Linked DNA regions of Capsicum annuum: region 2 is linked to region 1. Evidence: chromatin contacts called from public Hi-C data. All regions are on one chromosome and are shown on one strand. Each heading gives the region's core, a stretch centred on a gene start, on an enhancer-like site or on the middle of the called end of the contact. The rest is flanking DNA. Distances are from core to core; before and after follow the strand shown. Region 1 holds the start of LOC107879093. Region 2 overlaps LOC107838938 (a long non-coding RNA gene).

Region 1 (7,173 bases), core at 2,499-4,998:
CTAATGTACTCGAATAAAAAACAAACCAGATAAAAGACATACTTATGAGAGCTTTAGGTGTCATAAGTTTTGGATTACTCAGGTTCTCTTCTGAGAGAGCGTGGATAGAGACCCATTTAAGTAACTCACTGGGTAGCTGAGACTCAGAGAAAGCTTTTACATAAGCAGTCAGCGTATCTTGATCGCATACCCTAAAAGCCAACAATTCCCGGATTTATTATCAAAGAAAAAGTTAACAAGCTTCTTTTCAAATTTTAATGCAACAAAAATTCCCCTACCTAGCAAACAGTATGGCATTATCAGCTACTAAGGACCACAGCAGAAACAAGTTCCTGAAGTAGGATTCGGGTTGCTGAAACCATCTGCCAGAACTTAGAAATGAATGATCAACCAGTATCACAGCATCATACAATAGTTTCTGTAGAACAATTGCATCTTCAGAACTCTGCAACAACGAATATTGAAAACAAAAAGAAAAGAACTTAGCCTAACATAAATCAATCTTGATCTGCAAATTTATATTTGCTTTAGCAGGGACTGGACATATCCATAAAACCAGTATAAAACATCAAATGCATACATACAAACAGAGTGGGGAGCACAGCAGAGCATGGAACTTGTTGGGTCATTGTACATGCTATCCACTCTTAAATCTTTGCGAAAATAAAGGTTGTGATGAGTACGTACCAATAAGGCAGTGACCACTAGTCTTTTTTCCAAAAGAATTCTGAGAAGCAGATCTCCAACAAATAAAAACTCAAAGCTATCAAGCATCAAGTGAAATCTTGTCTATACAAAGCTTGAATACATGTCTTGGCTTTCAAATCCCACTCTTCTAACACTAGCGATCCAGTTTTTTAAAGTATATAAAGAATTCGTTTCTCGGCTTAAATAGAGCAAGCAAAAAGTGCAGCTAATTCAGTTTACGATGGTTTTAACATGCAATGAAGTCGAAACTCAAAAAAATAACCTAAGAAAAGCTAAGGATTATAGTAATTGGAGGTTCGAATAGGGAGCAGTTCCAGCTTACCGAGGACATGGCCCTGGATAGGAAGTTTTGGAGGAAGCGGATTAGGTTAAAAGGGTAGTCTGAGTTTAGGATATTGTATCTTTTGGTGTGTTACTTGAAGTATCTTGTTAATGGTATTATTGATTATGCTATTTTCTATTGAATCTTGTTCTTTTACTATTTCTTATGTCAGAATGTTTTACTTTGAGCCGGGGGTCTATCGGAAGCAGCCTCTCTATCTCACATTTGAGGTAGTGGTATGGACTGTGTACACTTACCCTCCACAGACCCCACCCACTTGGTGGGAATATACTGGGTATGTTGTTGTTGTTGTTGTTGTTGAGGTTCGAATACTCTCACTTCCAAGTAGTTTCTTCTTTGTGGCATGTGTGGGATAAGAGATGCCGGCAGACAGAAAATGACTAATTTTTGTCAAGATTAGTTTTCTGGGAGCACACAACTGCTTTTCTTCACGTAGGCTCCCTAACATGATTATTCTGCTGTTTCCTTTTCCAACACAATTACAAAGTCCCACGGAATATGCAACCCATAGTGATGATGTGTACTGCTTTATACACAATAAGAGTAGCAATTCCAGCCGATGCAACTATTTGAGATTTCATGGAAAGAATATTGCATCAGTAGATAGAAAACTTTATGCATATGCAGCTACAAATAACGAAAATTGGACTACTGCGTAGAAGTGAAGCATTCAGATAGCGGGGGCTAATTACAAAATATCAGCTTGCACATGGAAGATTTAAATAGAGAATGCATTGCTAGAAACAAATAGCCCTTCAATGGAAATGAAGTTCCGTGAAATGGAATCTTCAAAGAATACCTAGCTAGCATCTGTCAAAAGGAATTCGACGAGCAGCTGAACCGCCTTGCTTCACATGCAGCAGCTTCTTTAAACAAAGAACCAAATTCCAGACAATCCAACAGAAAAGAAAACTTATTGCAATAATATTGAAGTATTGAACAACCTCAGCCAAGTCAGAACAACACAAGCACAAGATTATTAAAGGTTCCCAACTTAACTCACATCCTTTGCACATCAATATTTATATCCATAAATTCCAGGTGTGACTAGCAAAAGAAATATAAGTCACACTACATGCAATGAGGATACATTGATCCCAATACACTGGACCCAAAGTCTAGCTAACTCCTAAGGGCGTCATAATAAAAGATGAAAGTCTAAGGGTGTAAAACCAACCATGGTGATACAGTAAAGGCATCACGGAAAACTAATATCAACTCAAACAAAATGAGTGACAAGCAAGTTCCTATGAAGGGTTGTCCTCAACACGATGGTTCTTTTCTTTCAAGGAATGAATAAATCGATTTGTTTTCAACACTCCAGCAGCTAATTAGTTCTTCAATTGATTGATAAAAAGAGGAATTAGCACGGAAAGACAAACAAATATAGGAACAATGATATTGAGTTATTCATATGATGTAGACAATATGGCGCAATTAAAAACTATATATTTAGAAACATGGAAAGACATTAGGAAAAAACACTATAGATTAGTATTAATTGGTTCTTGTTATTAGAAAATATAAGCATATTATGTCGACTAATTTTTTTTTGGATAACCGTAGTGTCCGGGCCAGCTTGCGCGCACCTCAACTAATTCCACAAGATACCTGTCACCTCCTACCAGCAACAGGTACTAGATAACTCTGTCCACCAAGGCTAGAACAAATGAAAGAAATCTTACAGTGTTTCTCTGTTGGGAATTGAACCTGAGATCTCATGGTGCTTAACCCAACTTCATTGAACCACTAAGCCACACCCTTGGGTGCATATTACGTGAATCAATTTTAGTGAGCCAATAACTCAGGTATCCTCCTAAAGCCCCATAGAAAACTATGCCAGACTTATTACTAGGCTGCCAGTACTGCTCATCTAGTCTAGTCACAGAATTTGCTATGAATTTTGTAATCTCTTTATGACTGGTCGGAATAGCAAGGTGATGTTACTGTACAGAAATTACATACTAACAGTAATGACAAAAAAAAACAATGAGCTATGATACATAATCAGGTAATGAAACTTGAACTTTTTCAAAGAGATATTAACTAGCAAGAGCAAACCTAAAAATTCAATATTTTGGAACTGTTTTAGAGTCTGAATTGCCCAGTTTCATGCATCCTTTTGAAACTCCTCATTTACAAACCTCATATTGCACTTCAAAGACAAAGTAAGCAAGAACACCTCACACATTACAATACCAGCTAACTCCCGGATCCCACACCTCATCTTTTGACCCTCGTGAACATCAACACTAACAATCGGAACGAAAACGCGTAAGTTCTCCTCAAGTTTAGCACATTTTCCAACCCGATCAACCATCCAAACCCCAACCAATTCCTCAAGACAGACAATATCCTCATTAAACTCGTTTCCATTTTTGGGATTAACCAAACATATGCATTTATAATCAACAATTTTCTCAAACAAGTCCTTAATTTCAATAGTCAAGCACAACCCATTTCGCGAAAACTCACAAATTATATCCAGTGGTGGACCTAGGATTTAAGACTTGTAGGTGCTTAAAAAAATTAAAAAGCTAAAATAAAAAATAAAAAATCACCTCCACAAACTCGGACGTCCCTTTAGTGGAGAAGCTTAAGATCAACTTAAATGTCAGTGCACCTAACCAACTTTTGTTCCAGTGGACGCATTTATATGTTTTATAAATATTTTCGTATATTTTTTATGTAATTATATCTATTCCGCATCGACTTTCCTGGGTGTCGGAGCACCCCGAAATTATATGTAGGTCCGCCCCTGATTATATCATACAAAAAGTAGAGTAACGGGGCAAGCAAGGCAATCTTTTTGGTCCCGTTGCACGAACCAGAACACGAAATTAGCAAGTGAAACAAGTCTTTAGCAGGAATGGTTTTGGTAAAAGCAGCTGACTTTTTTGAGGTGTGAAAAGTGACAGCAGAGTAAAACCATGTAATTTCAAGAGGGGGGTCAGGCATTGTTTGGATTAAACGGAAGAAAATTGACTGAAAAACAGAGAAATCGGAACTTCCATTTCGGTACGAGGCCAAAAAGTGATTGACTGATTCTGTCAACACCTTGTTGATAGGCACATTGGAGGAGATTTTTAGGATTGAAATTGCAGGGCTTAACAGTAACCTCAAAACCCTAAGTAAAAGGAGTTGATGGAAGTGGGACTGGGAGGGGGGGAATATATGGGAGCATATTTGTAACGGACATATTTTTTTGGTTGGTTTGGGATAATTTGATTGGCTTTTAATTCTTTAGTCCATTTACTTGTTCACTCTATTAAAAATAAATGACCAATCAAAAATCAATGAATAATTTACCCATTTCTATTCATTTTACCCTTAGTATTAAATATGATTCATTATTTAATACATTTTTCAAAGCATTAAATTTATTACATTCAAAAAATAATATGATAAATTACGTGTATCATTTATTATTTCTCAATGTGTGTGCCAAATCAATAGAGGGCAAGTATTGATGAACGGAGGAAGTATGAAACAAACATCCAAACAGAGTGAGATGAAGGTTCAAAGCAGTTGAGCTATTGAGATTCACCTGAAGTTTCACACTTGCAATTTATATCAATCACAAAACCTTAAGGACATTTTTTATCCACAGTATCTGCATATTTTTAAGTGATTGCTATGAAAATCCCTCCAAAGAAACCCCATTTTTTTTGTTTAGCCAGGTTTCAAGCATGGTCTTGTGAGTTATCGTTTTTGGTTCATTTTTTCTTTCAATTTTCCTTTGTCTACAATGGAACCTTGTGTTTCGATCCTTCCCTCGATTCGTATATAGAGAAAGTTTTAGTACATCAAACTACCTATTTTTTTTCGTCTACTATATATGTTACATGCATTATAAAATGAAGAAAGAATTTCTCCCAGAACAAATTCAACACCATAATTTCCCATATGAATATTATTTTATAATTATTTAACTCAGGTAGAAAAATAGTCAAATTTATGTTGTGCTGTAGAAAATTCTCATGTGTCTTAAAGTATCTAAAGGGACAAGATCATATTGAACATGTAAAACTGAAAAGGGCTAGTAAAGAGTGGCGGATTAAGCTGAATGACAAACGATTCGAAAAAGGTTGGAGAAAATTTATAGAGGAAAATGATGTGCAATTGGGAGATATATTGATGTTTAGATATGAAGGAAAAATGGAATTTGAAGTTTCTATCTTTGATTCAACTTATTGTGATAGAGAATATGCAGAATATCTGCACGGAGATCGAGGAGGAAGAGCTTGTACAGGTGAAGAGATTTTCAAGAAATATAAATTCAAATAGGACATTTTCCCCTGTTTGTTGTATAACGTTCTCCCTTTCATATTATTTCATTGTTGTTACTTCTCTCATATCTATATCTCCAATTTCACACTCTTTGACATGTTTTATTTAAGTCGATGGTCTATTAGAAATAACCTCTCTATTTGTACAAGATAAGGATAAGGTTTGCGTAGACTCTACCCTCTCCAGACCCCACTTTGTGGGATTACATGGCTTACATTATTGTTGATTTTGCAAGTTAATTCCCTTAAATCTTAGCATTAAGATGTGTTAAGTAGTGTGATGACTTTATTTTTGGTGATTTTGTAAATTATTTACTTTTGTGTGATTTAACCATTTTACGCCTCCTTGTAGTTGGTTTGTGGCATTTCTAGTATCGGGATGATTGGCATAATTCTCAATACATTTTAGTATGATTTGTACTAGTTTATGACTTTTAGAGGTTACAAAAGGCTTTATAGTTGATTTCAATCAACATTTTATTATTTTGTGCATCGGATGACAAAACGGACTGCACCAACAGATTTAAAACATTGATTTTAGGTTGATAACATGGTTGGTGTGATTTTACAGTTTTGGTATCTCATTTCGACCCTCGATTCAAAAAGTTATGAAATTAGGTCTCTGGGGGTTAGTTTTGTGAAAACAATTTCTTTTTAAGAATTTGATATTGCCACTGAGTTTGAAACGTCGAATTTTATAGGGTAGCATAGTTCGTCTGTATTCTCGAGATTTCAAATGATCCCGAGGGATCTGTGGGGATTCTCCAAGTCTCTAGTTGATGCACCACTCAATTGGTGCATCTGCTTAAGCGACCCAAGGGCCGTTTAAGCGGAGACTGCTAAGCGGCCAGCCAGTCGCTTAAGCTACCTGGCTTAACCAGCCAAGTGTCGCTTAAGCAACATTAGGTCCGCTTAAGCGATGCGTGCAGATGGGGCGGGTGTCACGGAAGTGGCACTTGGTCGCTTAAGCAGCATAGTGTCTACTTAAGCGATATCTAGGTAATATATATATCCCATTATCGATTTTTCCACTATTTTTAATACTTGGAGCTTCAAGTTTTAGATTTTTTTGGGCGATTTCTTTAATTTTCAAGCTTGGGTAAGCTCCAAATCCGCATTTCAATTATTTTTCTTTGATTTTTGTCATTTAAAGCTTGTTAAAACTCGATTTCAAAAGTTGAATTTGAGATTTTGGATCGGAAGACCTAAATTAGTATTTCTTCAATATAATCTCCAATTCCAACCCATTTTTACTTAGCTTTTCTTCTATGACTTGCTTTAATTATGGAAAATATATTTATGAACTAAAATTTTGATTTTACCCTACTTCTTCAAAAATCCATCTTAGGGATTTATTTTGTTCCCGACTAAAAATGAGCAATATGAGCATCATTGGCTTTCTTTTAATGCATATGTTGTATATTTGTATGTTTTAGTTGATTTTGTGTCTGTTCGTAAAGATAAGGCTCCATCTAATGCTGATATAAAAACATGTTATAGGTATGGAAACTAATCATGAAAATGGATTTATTATTATTTTGTGCCCATCTGGGGACCTATGTTGTTCTTATTTGGTAATTTTGAGACATTATTTGCTATGTGTGACCGTGTAGGATCTTATATGATGTTATTGGTCTGGTATTTATGTAATTGGTTGTACTCTTTTTGGTGGAAATTGCTTAAGTTGGGGTCAATGTGGTATCAATGTCATATTATTACATATCTTACTTTATTGGCATATGGATTATATTGGATCATGGATGGTTGGCTTATTAGTGGATTTTTGGCTCACGTGCTTGATATATTGGTTGGATTTGGAAATTTCTATTCTGA
Region 2 (7,173 bases), core at 2,655-5,154, 140 kb after region 1:
GTAATGCACAACTCTTAAAATAATCTTAAAATGAAAATGAAACAACTATGAATAAGTCATTTATCAATCTTATCATCTCTGTAAGAGTTTATATTTTTTCTCTTTTACACCAATCTATTATACAACGTCAAGTATAGACAAATGAAATTATTCAATCTATCAAAAAAGTGATTAATGAACTCTTCAAAGATTCATTCGCCACTACGATCAAATCACAATGATTTAATATATTTTTCATGATGCTTTTTCATTTCTATCTTGAATATCTCGAGTTTATAAAAACATTCAGACTTATGGAGCATCAAATAAATATATTCATATCATGAGTATTTTTAGTGAGTGTTCCAAAATATTCAAAATCACCTCTTACCTGAAAGTTAATGTTACCACACAAATTAGAATGCATTAATTCTAACTTATTGTTACCTATCAATTATTTTAAGAGAAAATCGCTCTTAGTCATTTTTTTTTTCTTAATAGGACTCGCAAGTTGGTAGTGTCTTCACTTTAATGAACTCTAAATTTCATTAAATTGATCATCCTCAAAGTGCTATCTAAAAAGAATGGCATAGACTTTAGTGTACATAGGGGCAGAGCTACTCTTCGATTAGGGGGTTCATCCAAACTCCCTTCGGGGAAAAATTATGCTATATATATATATATATATATATATTGTAGATGTTGAATTCCCTTTGGTTAATTTGTAAGTTCACTTATGAACCTCCTTTGTGAAAATTCTAACTCTGCCACTGAGTGTACAGATAAGTTTCATTCAACTCTAAAGAATATTTTTATCCTCTAAGATAGATCAATATTTTTCAATTCATGAGAGATATAGCAATAATTAAGAATCAATGCATTAATGCACAACAAGAGATACGATTTATCAAACTCAATACCTACAAATTAAGTATCCATCTTTTATTTAGTTAGAAACTAAAATGAATTTTTTCTAACATAGGACACAATTTATATAATGCATTATTTAGGTTAATGTCTATTTCTGTCAAAAAAGGATTAAACAACAATAAGTGAGTTAGTAAAGTCTACAGAGGACTTGAGATATAGCACATTAAACAGGTCATAATATGTCGAATAGCTCGAATAATAAAATTCAGGGCTCATTAAGTATATATGTAATCATGTATCTTGAATATTCAATCGATGGGATTGGAGAACTACCCATGTCATACACATATACCATGACAGATTAGTTACTCAATAAACTTTTATAGACCTAACTCAGATGGAGAGTCTACTGTTAGTTTAAGTTAAAGTGAAAATCAACTCTAGTTACATTGATCCAACTATATATTACTCAGTTTAGGAGAATTAATGAAGATTATCAAAACTAGCGATTAAATACATTTTGACTTGTATTAATTTCATCTGATATGGAGGAAGGTCTAAGCCAACACATGAACTTAATACTTCACTACTATTTAATCTCAATAATTATGAAAATAATTTCTATCACCAAAAATGATCAAAAATCCATCTAAACCACATTGTTCCTATTTTCGCTACTAAAATTTGAGTTTTTCATTTATGGTATAAAATTTAGGAAAGCCTAGCCTAAATTTAAGTCAAGTGACATCAAGGTAAAGTTTTTTGTCCAATAAGTTAATATAATATTAAGGTAAAGTTAAGATTATACGAAGCGTACCTGGATGATCAAAGTAAATCCAAGCAGTCCATCGAAATTAGAATTTTTGACGGGTTCCAAAGAATATACAAACTTCTGCTAATAAGAGGGTGGCTATAACACTTAGAAAATATTTTTTGATTCAATTAGGACTCAGGGGTGGATTCACAGCTTTACGTACGGGTTTCCGAGAACCTATAACTTTCGTACGGTTCTTGAATTTATATTGAAAAAACTAGTAAATATATAAGAATTATAAGTTGAGAACCCACAAACAAAGTGTGTTATTGGTCTAGTGATAAAAATTATAAGTTAGAAACCCACAACCTTTAAATTCTAGATCCACCTCTGTTAGGACTAGTGGCGTTTTTAGTGGCGTTTTTAAATTTATATTATTGTAAGAATGATCAGTCAAATAATAAAGTTATCTAAGTATCAAAATATAATCATTAGACATTTGCGACTCAGTTTAGTCATTTAGTTTTCTTGATCATGAACAAAGATGCATTGATACAGATAGTTTTTCTCATATTAATTAATGAATTTCTTTCATAAGTTAAGTCGTAATGCATTGTTTACGTTATTTTTTTATTTTTATTTTTTTGTATAAATTTGATTTTTCGATATGTTTTCAGTTTAAATTTTTGAAAGTTTAATCTTCCATTTAATATTTGAATTTAATGTCTTGGTTCTTTGATATAACTAAAATATCTAATTGAATTTGCATCCAATAACAATTGAATTATTGTCTGTCTCACTATATATGATTGAATGAGTTTTGAATAAAGTCAATATAATTTTCTTAATTTATTTGATTTTGACAAATTCCAACTTTTTGAAATTTCAGATGAAGGAATTTAGTATGATATATTTTGTTATATACTGTGGGAACAAATTTTTAGAGGGTGTTCGAATTGAATTTTGACTTCTAAGAGAAATTAATAAGGTAGGATTTTTAATTTTTTTATTTAACTTAAAACTAAGTGCTTATAAATACTTTTTTATTGTACATACATACTGCAAAAAATATTTAAATTTTTTATTGGTCTAAAAACACTTAAAACATGTCAATCTAAACATGCGCTTAGTTATGACTTATATCTTAAAAATATCCGAGTATCCATATTTTCATTTTGGATTCCTATTTGGTAATAAAAAATAAGTTTAAAGTAATAATCCATGAAACGTAAAGTTAGTTAAATATAAATAGTGAAAATTTTTTATTTTTAAATATGTTTTCAATTTAAATATTTGAAAGTTCAATCTTTTATTTGATAGTTGAATTCAATGTCTTGGTTCTTTGATATAATTAAAATATATAATTGAATTTGTATCTAATAACGATTGAAGTATTGTTTTTCTCACTATAATTGACTGGATGAGTTTTGAATAAAGCCACTATGGTTTTGCTAATTTATTTGATTTTTGACAAATTCCAACAAGCACTTTTTGAAATTTTAAATGAAGAAAATTTTAATATGATATATTTTGTTATACACTGTGGAATAAAGTTATAGAGGGTGTTTGAATTGACATTTGACTTATAAACAAAAATAATAAGGTATGATTTTAAATTTTTGATTTGAGTTAAAACCAACTTATAAATATTTTTTTGTTTTACCTAAATACTACAAAAAAAATGCTTAAAATTTTATTGATTTAAAAACACTTAAAATAATTCAATCCAAAAATGCTCTTAGTTATGACTTTTATATCTTAAAAATATCCGAGTATTCTTATTTTCATTTTGGATTCCTATTTGGTATTAAAAAAAAAAAGTTTAAAGTAATAATCCATGAAATGTGAAGTAAGTTGAATAAAACTCGTGAAAATGACCTAAAAAAGTTGAGTACAACACTTTGAATCACCAACAATATTCACTCTCAAACAACTGATGATGTTAAACGATGGATAATCATCAACCTCAACGGAACCACACTTCAATAGTCTTGGTTGGTTGACACAGAGAAAAATTTTATGCCCATTTATTTATTTGATAAATTTGCAAATTTATTTTTGTTAAATATTATTCGTACGTCGCATGAATACTAATACTAATATTTAATAATCAGAAAATTCTCAAATTATTAACATATGAGGAAAAAGTGCTCATGTAATTACAATAGTTTGATGTCATATTTATTAGAAGATATGAGGAAAAAGTGCTCATGTAATTACAATAGTTTGATGTCATATTTATTAGAAGATGACCGGTTAGACATATTATTTTATAAACACAATCCAAATTGACATGGAATTGAATTATACGTCTTGTAACAGTATCATCATATGTTATGTGACTACTAGAGGAGCACGGCCCATGACAGTACAGGCCCAACATTAAGAATTGATTATGTCCGATACGTTAGATTGATTTCAATTCGAATTATAAGGTTGTAAAACATAAATATATTAAAACATAAAACTACTTGAAAGTATTTTCCATCGAAAAAGGTTACAAGATCTGACTGAACCTTGCAAAATAGACCCACACATCTAATATTCCAAGTTGATTCCACATGTAATATTCCGCAAGTTGCGAGTTGCAAGATACATACCGCAAGTTCTATACATAGTATTTATCATAGTTCTAATAAAGTTGATTCCACATGGTTTAACAAAAGATTAACATATCAAATTAGCATATTTCGAGAAATAGATTATTCGAACATCCTCCAAGCTTTATAGGATAGTCCTTAATACTTTTTGGTAATCACAATTACACCACAATGGAGAAACCTCTTCAACTAATGGGACAATGATTCGCAGAGTATTAATTCTCAAACAAAAAGGTCAACATATTCCTATCAAATATGATTAAACAAGAAGATACAATCCCTGAAAATATAATGTGTAATAGCTTAAAGTTCATCAGTTACGCACACAAGTCATCTATGGTTGTTGCCTTGCTAGCATAGGTCCCCCGGTTATTCGAGTTTTCCCCTCAAACATAGATTAGAGTCGACAAAACGTCAATAACACGACGACGACACTATAAGCACCTCCTGCCACTTGTTCATTACTTGCACATTATTAATCATACATACTAGAGGACACTCCAAGAACTCAGAAATAAGCCATCGAGCAAATACAGATGCAGCATCCACCTTGGGTCTGGACAGTGACTGTAAAAGAGGACGCTGACGTTGAAATGGGCTTGATTATTATTTTTATCAAAGACTAAGTGTTGAGAGTTTTAGATTTTTTACTTTGTATTTGTATTACTCCCTCCGTTTGAAAAAGAATGACCTACTTTCCTTTTTAGTACGTTTAAAAAAGAATACTCCTTTCCTTTTTTGGCAATACTTTAATTTCAACTTTCCACATGGCATGTTTAGGACCACAAGATTAAAGGGTATTTTGGTACATTTGACACAACTTTAATTTAAGGCCACAAACTTTAATTTGCGTAAATCTCAACTATCAATTACATACAAGTAAATCACTACTTCACAAACTTCTCAGGTATCCTATAAACTTTATGTTTGAGTAATCTGTGACTTTGCTTATTTCATATTATAATATTGCAAACAATAAATATACAATGATATGAAAAATGCAATTTTTAAGAAGAAAAAAGCAAAAAAAGGTTACACCAAGATATGTTGTTCAAACTCTAAAAAAATATTACCACAACTGTGTTGGATCCTCCAGAGGTATACTAATTTTAGAGGATCCACATCCTATAACAGATCGAAAGAGTCCGAGCAACATAGACACCAAGAATATTGATTTGCATATCAACATGTTTGAGAAAATCACCAGAATGATCAGAACAAAGCACTTTACACATCTTTTTCTAAAATCCCAAATAAGAATTACTACTTTAGCTCTTTCCGAATGCAGAAGGGGAAAAACAAAGAAACACACTTTATAACATTAAAAAAAATGCGAAATAATAAGAATGTAGAAAAGCAGTAGGTTGTGCATGCATTAATTTTGCTAATATATGAAATCAATCATGAGTATTTGCAATTACAATAATACTTCTAGAAAAGTTTCTAAACACTTACCAGAATTGTTCACAGAACAATGGAACCATTTGGATTTTCATCACTGAACACCTCTGTAGTATGATACAAATAATTTCCAGTCACCGTTCTGCTTCAATAGTAAACAACGCCTCCGTCATTCACAGTCAAAATTTTGACGTCTCTCTTCATGTGATATCTCAGTGATTCTGCCAAGGATTTCATGTCAATCTTCTACCAAGTTGTTTTCTTGATCCATTTTCATGTTCCAGCATCCTGTATTAGAGGCATTGGATCATCAAATCTATGATAACAACAACATGTCCCATGTAATCACATAAAGTAAGATTTAGGGAGAATAGAGTGTACATATGTAGCCCTTACCCCTACTTCTTTGAAGGAGATAGAGAGGTTGTTTATGAAAGAGCCTTGGGTCTGGTGAAGCAAATCAATGCAGTAATGGATCATCAAATCTTTGATTGAATGTATACTTACTGTTGCTAAATTGTTTTCCCAATCCATTTTCATGTTCCAGCATCCTGTATTACAGCCATTTGATCATCAAATTTACGGTGATAACAACATATCCCGTGTAATCACATTGTGAGGTTTGGGGGAAATAGAGTGTATATGCAGACCTTACCCCAACCTCTTGGAGTGAGATAGAGATGTTGTTTTCAAAAGACCCTCAACTCAAGTGAAGCAAATCAACATAGTAATGGATCATCAAATTTACAATGACAACAACAACAACAACAATATATGCCGTGAAATCAATAAAGTAAGATTTGGAGAAAATAGAGTGTGTGTATATAGACCTTATCCCTATCTCATGGAGGAAGAGATTGTTTTCGAAAGATCATCGACTCAATTAAAGAAAATAAATGTAGTAATGGATCATCAAATCTACAATAATATATCCCGTGAAATCTTATAAACTGAGATTTGGGGAGAATATAGTGTAACTACACCTTACCCCTACCTCCTGGAGGGAGATTTAGAAGTTGTTTTGAAAGACCCTAGAGTCAAGTAAAGCAAATCAAAGTAGTAATGGATCATTAAATCTACGACAATCCATTACCTTACCACTATTGATTCTTTCGCCAATATTCTTCGGGCAATTCATTACATTAGCCGCTTTAAAGCTAGCAACCTTTTAATCTCAGCGCATTTCTTCTTTAAGTCCCATTCTTTTTGCCTGCAGGAGGTAATGGAGCAAATGAACTCAGTTTTCTGCCTAAATCCATAGAATGAGGTACCTCTGATAAAGAAATTTCAAAATGACTTACTTCCATAGACTCTTTCTGCAAAAACTTCTATTTGTTCCATCTCATGCCTTTAGTCACGCTAATACCTCTCTTCCTCATATTGGTTTTCGCAGAGCAGTTTTTGTTTCTCTTTCTGCCACTCTTGTCCTGTCTCTCCATCTTTTTCTTATCTGCTCCTCTCTGCAGATAAGTAATAAATAAGATTTTGGTGACTTGGACATTGGATCACCTTCTCCTACATTATGAATTTGTCACAGTAGTGTAGGCCTCAGATATCAAATTTTGACAT

What was found. A called contact is a pair of places that touch in the nucleus more often than the background predicts.
Region 2: a Hi-C map of placenta shows a contact between it and region 1, with 2.8 times the contacts expected there. The contact joins the enhancer-like site here to the promoter of LOC107879093 in region 1. A contact is called at or near these places in 2 of 5 Hi-C or Micro-C datasets (leaf and placenta).

Annotation. Positions count from the first base shown.
Region 1 is chr8:83,910,414-83,917,586 of UCD10Xv1.1, forward strand. It overlaps LOC107879093, which reads right to left and starts at 3,749. Exons shown (of 5, transcript XM_047395730.1): 1 at 3,613-3,749; 2 at 585-1,917; 3 at 279-445; 4 at 43-191. The coding sequence starts at 629.
Region 2 is chr8:84,051,442-84,058,614 of UCD10Xv1.1, forward strand. LOC107838938 (a long non-coding RNA gene) reads right to left here. Exons shown (of 9, transcript XR_001664906.2): 5 at 6,906-7,064; 6 at 6,698-6,814; 7 at 6,001-6,155; 8 at 5,659-5,892; 9 at 4,259-4,770. Among protein-coding and RNA genes, the nearest start is that of LOC107838938, 7.5 kb to the right of the region's middle. Within about 2 kb of position 3,905, at least 3 of the 5 cell types and tissues checked have an H3K27ac peak or open chromatin away from gene starts, as enhancers often do. A contact at or near this core is called in leaf, where this site is marked.